Linked DNA regions of Danio rerio: region 1 is linked to region 2. Evidence: chromatin contacts called from public Micro-C data. All regions are on one chromosome and are shown on one strand. Each heading gives the region's core, a stretch centred on a gene start, on an enhancer-like site or on the middle of the called end of the contact. The rest is flanking DNA. Distances are from core to core; before and after follow the strand shown. Region 1 overlaps ak5 (adenylate kinase 5). Region 2 holds the start of usp33 (ubiquitin specific peptidase 33).

What was found. A called contact is a pair of places that touch in the nucleus more often than the background predicts.
Region 1: a contact with region 2 is called in a Micro-C map of caudal fin, with 6 times the contacts expected there. The contact joins the enhancer-like site here to the promoter of usp33 in region 2. A contact is called at or near these places in 4 of 18 Hi-C or Micro-C datasets (caudal fin, embryo, hematopoietic stem cells and 1 more).

Annotation. Positions count from the first base shown.
Region 1 is chr2:9,188,108-9,191,214 of GRCz12tu, forward strand. ak5 (adenylate kinase 5) reads right to left here. Exons shown (of 14, transcript NM_001100084.1): 14 at 1,496-1,561. The coding sequence ends at 1,496. Among named protein-coding and RNA genes, the nearest start is that of zzz3, 40 kb to the left of the region's middle. Within about 2 kb of position 1,469, at least 17 of the 62 cell types and tissues checked have an H3K27ac peak or open chromatin away from gene starts, as enhancers often do. A contact at or near this core is called in caudal fin, where this site is marked.
Region 2 is chr2:9,058,813-9,061,776 of GRCz12tu, forward strand. usp33 (ubiquitin specific peptidase 33) reads left to right here and starts at 1,434. Exons shown (of 24, transcript NM_213227.1): 1 at 1,434-1,618.

The DNA of each region.
Region 1 (3,107 bases), core at 219-2,718, 130 kb after region 2:
AAAAGATAATTGTCATTTTTACAAGAAAAGATGTCCTTTTAACATGATAATTATGTATTTTTTTGCGAGAAAAGTCCTTTTAACAAGATATTTATGTATTGTAATTATTATTTTTCATCCAGCAGATGATCCTGTATAGAACGGTGATATAAATGAAGTTAGTGTTGTAAATTTGTTCCTTTTGAGTGCACATGCATATTAGATCAGGCAACCTGAAAATATTCAGATTTTGATTCGGACCCCTGCAGAAAAATCCAGATTTAAACAGCCTAGGATGGTTGGCTGGTTTTAGCTAGTCGACCAGCCTGGTTTTAGAGGGGTTTTGGCCAGCATTTGGTTTCCAGCATTTCCACCCTGGTTTTAGCTGGACAGGTTGGGAGATGATCAGCTAAAACCAGCTTGACCAGCCTAGCCAGGCTGGAAGCTCAGCCAAAACCAGCTATGTCCAGCTGGTTTTAGGTGGTCACTTTCCAGCCTGACCAGCTAAGACCAGGAAACCCCTCTAAAAATCAGGCTGGATGACCAGCTAAACCAAACATCCTAGGCTGGTTTAAGCTGGATTTTTTAGCAGGGACAATTAAAATATAAATTAATGAGACAGTTGTTTAATTTTATTGGTGATTCCAAATATGTAATGTACTCCTAAGCTTGGCAAATAGTTTTATAGTATTTGATGTTTCCCCATTCAGACAGAATGCCAGAGAGCCTTTTTAAAGAAGGCCACCAAGTGAAATGACTTGCCTTAAAGGGACTTTGACCTTTGTTGTAATTACGCGTTCTCTAGTGGCATACGTATCTTGAACTTTAAATTATTTGTACATTCACCTTTAATCACAACATCAAGTCTTTTAAGGGAAGACAAAAATAGAACTGTTAAACATATGAAATGTCTTTTATTTCACTTTGGTTGATAAATAAGAATACAGTTACCAGACCTCATTGTGAAATCGATCCGTGTGAACGCCAGACTGTGAAATTCAAACCATCTCCAGCTCATTCATTTCTGCATTAAATATACAGCAAATCACAATTCTGGCATGCTTGGCACAATATAAATGATGAAGTATAAATCACAAAGCCTCTCCAGCGGCTGGACCTTCATGCTGATCAGGTTTGCTAATTTCATTGCTCAAGGATACTGACAGAACAAGTCCAAAAAAACAGCAAAACGGCACCATAAATGATCCTCATTTGTGTTTTATAGAGCTGAAAGTTAGCTTAAGCATTAGCACAGCACAGGTTCAATACCAAGAGATAAACACTGCCGATTTGTTGGGTTGATATATTTACAGTGAACAGCGATAGTGTGAAATAAGCAGGTGCCGGTGGCTGGTTGGTAGTTTTCCAAGTGGGTGTGTGTACCATTTAGAAGCTGATCGCAGGCGAGTGTTTGTTTGTTTGTTTGTGTGTGCGTGGAAATGTACCGTGGAGTAAGTCTGAAGTGAAAGTGTAGGTGATATTTCTGTCCTCCAGGGGGCAGTGCCAGTCCAACTCTCTAGCAGGAGTCTAAGACCACGCAGATGTGCTCAAAGACGTCTTCCGGGGGCTGTTCAGCATCAATCTACATACACATACACAGACACACACACACAGACACACGGCTGTTAGAAATCATAAGCTGAAAAGTAGGGCATCAACCCACAGGAGAACTGTCATACACAGAGCTAATAAATCCTATGAACAATCTGTAGAAGCTCTGAATGCATTCACTTTTTGCTTACAGATACAGCTTTATCTGTTTATTTTGTCATCATCATCATCGTTAGATATGATTACAGTGTAACAAATCTAATTGTATTCTGCCAACACACACCACCTGACAGAAGTTTTGTCATCAATCGTAGTTGTAAGAGCAACAAATAATAACTTGACTTCTAGTTGATCATTTGGAAAAGATCAAAAAGGTTGATTTTTCAGATGAATAATCTGTTGATCCGCATATTAATCACAACACATACCATAGAAAAGCAATTTGAACCCGAATTGACCCAATATTTGCACAGAATCAGTTAAGTTTGGTGAAGGAAAGATCATGGTTTGGGGTTACATCTAGTATGGGGGCGTGTGAGAGATCTGCAGAGTGGATGGCGACATCAACAGTCTGAGGCATCGAGACATTTGTGCTGCCCATTATAATATAAACCAAAGAAGGTCGATGTGCTTGTTACGTTTCACGTATGTTTTTTGTGGTGTTTTGTTGTTTGTTTTCTGTTTTACGTTCTCTCTCTTCCGCTGTTTATCCTGTCATGTTTTAGGTGTCCAACCATTGGTTGAAGGAGCTGTCAATCACCATCAATCGTCAATCAGGAGCTGGTTCGCATAGTATGAAAGCTGTGCGCTTTCGCTGTTCTCCAGGTACCCTTGGCTCACCGCCAGTCTCCTCACTTCTGTCGGCCGGCCTGTTCTCTTGTAATTGTTTGATTAGTTTGGTTGCTGTTGTTGTGTTCTATTTTTCCCCTGATTAAGTATCGATTTATTAGAAAAGCTTGTGCAGCTCAGTTTAGTATCTATTAAGAAGTTGAACGATCTTTATGAGAATTGGATTAGATGAGATATTGTTTTGCTAATGGATAACTGTGTACTTTACGAGAACTCTAGTAATGTGAGCAGCTTAGTATCGCTAGTTGATAATTAGTTTATGGAGGCGTTGCCACATATAATTATGTTTTGAAGTAGTTATGAAGTTTAGTTTGGCCACGTGCTGAAGATTACGATTTTGTTTCTGTATTTTTCTTTGGTTAGTTAGTTTAGTGTTTTGGGGTTTAGTTAGAATGTTTGGTTATATTTATTTCTTTGTTTGGCAACACTCCTGTTTTCAGTCATTTATTTTCTTGTCGGCTTAGTCCCTTTATTAATCCGGGGTCGCCACAGCGGAATGAACCGCCAACTTTTCCAGCAAGTTTTTATGCAGCGGATGCCCTTCCAGCCACAACCCATCTCTGGGAAACATCCACACACACACTCATACACTACGGACAATTTAGCCTACCCAATTCACCTGTACTGCATGTCTTTGCACTGTGGGGGAAACCGAAGCACCCAGAGGAAACGTACGTGAAGGCACGGAGAACATGCAAACTCCACACAGAAACGCCAACTGAGACGAG
Region 2 (2,964 bases), core at 184-2,683:
CTCGCATATGAGAAGTCGTTGCAATTTTATGTTCTTTTGCCCTTTAGGACTCCCATATCATTTTGTTTTGACAAATGTACAAGTACAGAAGCCAGGCATGTCTAGGTGCTATAATCATTTAGTGAGGGGAAATGAAATTGAGAAGAAATTTCTAGGGCCAGCTAGTGAGTGCTGTGCAGGTAAACCTCACTCCTCTGACCTCTAAAGGTGCTCTAGCAACAGATGCTAGAGGCCATGGTCTTTAGCCTCCTTGGTAGAGCAACTGACTCTCATGCGGAAGGTCGCCGGGTCAATACCAGCTCGGAGCGGGTTGGGTGGCGTAGGACCGGCGGGGTTACATTGGTGCCGTGACCCGGATGGGAGTGAGGCTTAGGGGGGTGAGTGTAATGGAGGCCAGGTAGTGTGTGCTGTGCAGGTAAACCTCACTCCTCTAACCTCTAAAGGTGCTCTAGCAACAATCGTTAGAGGCTATGGTCTTTAGCCTCCTTGGTAGAGCACGCGACTCCCATGCGGAAGATCGCCGGTTCGATGTCACCTCGGAGCAGGTTGGGTGGCGTAGGAACAGCGGGGTTACATTAACAGACTTTTACTAGTTCACTATTTTAGTTGTGTTCAGAACTTCAACATGTTGATGAGGAAAAAATATCTTTATTATGTTCATTCATTTTCTTGTCGGCTTAGTCCCTTTACTAATCCGGGGTCGCCACAGCAGAACCGCCAACTTATCCAGCAAGTTTTTACACAGCAGATGCCCTTCCAGCCACAAACCATTTCTGGGAAACACACACACACACACACACACAATTTAGCTTATCCAATTCACCTGGAGGAAACTCACACAAACGCAGGGAGAACATGCAAACTCCACACAGATACGCCAACTGAGCCGAGGCTCAAACTTGCGACCCAGCGTCCTTCTTACTGTGAGGCGACTGCACTACCTACTGCACCACTGCTTTGCCTCTTTAATATTGATGGAAACTTTTAGCACTGTCACTTGCCTGATCAGTGTTGGATGTGTTGAGGGGGCATGCAAAACTTGAACCCGCATACACCTTAGTAAATGTGTAGTTGCGCCCCTTTAAGGGGGGTAATAATATTGACCTTAAATATATATATATATTTTTTTTATTAAAACTGCTTTTATTGTAGTTGAAATAAAAAAATAAGACTGTGAAGAGGATGTGAAGAGACTTCCAAACATCATAACAAAACCTGAAAACACCATCTATCATTTCTAAACTGAGAACGCCTGACAATAGTGTAATTCAGTGTTTGGCCAAAGGGTGGCGGTTGGGTAGGGGTTGATCCATGGGGATCAATGCGCATCTACGAGTGGTTCCGCGCGTCCACACTAGGAGGCGTCGCCGCTACCGATTCCCCCATTCACTTTCATTCACAACCGGAAGAAGCAGTTTGAATGTGTCATACCATGTAGCTCCAGTTTGAAGTTGAAGTGTCTGGTACCAAGCGTTGGAAAAACCACTGTCTGCAAACCGAGGAACATTACAGAAATGTAGCTGAATGACCGAGGGACGTCTTTAAACCTCCGCTATCCTCATCAGCAGATTTGAAGCGATAATCGGTTAATTTTTAAACATCGTGCATTTCCCTAGAGGTAAGCTAATATTATATCATCGGCTGTTTGCTTATTTTAATGTGTCGTAATTGAAGCTTTCCTTCCAACTTGGTGTTTAGTTTATATGAAGCGGTGCCTTGATTGAGCTATCTTGTAACTGTGGTGTTGTGAAATGAGCTGATGCAGACAGAGCTGTCAGATGATGTGCAGCGCACTGACTTTAGCTTTAGCCCGCCGCACATACACACACGCCTCCTTTCTGCAATATCTTCGCACTAAACACGCTATTTAGTGACAGTCTACTGGGATTTCAGCCGCTCTTGTGCTTGTGACGGTAGAAAGATTTATAATCCAAGGAAAAATGTATGGGGATGTATGTGCGTGACAGCCTGAAGCTAGTTGCTAACTAGCCTAGCGAAGATTCTGGCTTATGCTGACGCGTTACTGGACTGACGTCACGCACAGCTGTAGAGGCCTTGACTGTACATTACAGCACCATGCTATGCGAGTGTACTGTACAGCATGTTTACAATAATAACGAGCATATTAATCATTGTCAGCTGAATAATAATTACTTTGAAGCATTCATTTTACTGCTAACAATTACTCACTGAAATGTTCTTGTACTTTGTGTTACCGCGTTCTTGGACCTTTGCTTTTTCTAGAAAGTGTCATGTAATAGTTGAGTTATCTTGGTTTATTGGAACTTATCTGCAGCGTTTCATTTGATTGTTTTGTGTACAAAACATCTCTGCTGAACTGCATAGTCAGTTGTTGTGTTTTTAAAGATAACATTTTGATGGCATTGTTGAAATTGGATTATGTAATGTAAAAGTGCTATGAGATTGCACAGTATGTGCACACCATTTAACATTTCTATTATGCATATGCATTTGGGATTTTTTGTTTATTAATTTATCAGTTCCAAAAGACAAATTCAAATTGAGGTAAAGTTGGTTATATATTCGCACATATTAGTTTGAACAGTGACATCTTGTGACACATTCTATACCAAACTATATACAGTCTATATCCAAACTCAGTTCTGGAGGGCCGGTGTCCTGCACAAGTTTAGCTCCAACTCTAATCACACACACCTGTTTATAGATTTCTAGTCATCTTGAAGACACTCATTTGCATGTTCAGGTGTGTTTGATTAGTGTTGCAGCTAAGCTATGCAAGAGACCGGCCCTCCATTAAAAAGTTTGCCCACCCCTGGTCTATACATTACCTGACAAGGGTTCCCGCGGGATCTAAGGGTGCTTTCACACCTGTGAATCGATTCAGTTGTTCCGAAACAGAGATTACAATGGTTACATTGTTGCTCTTTGCTCTTGGAGCGGTTTGCTTTCACATTGCAAAGTTTCTAATCGGACCAAAAGAGC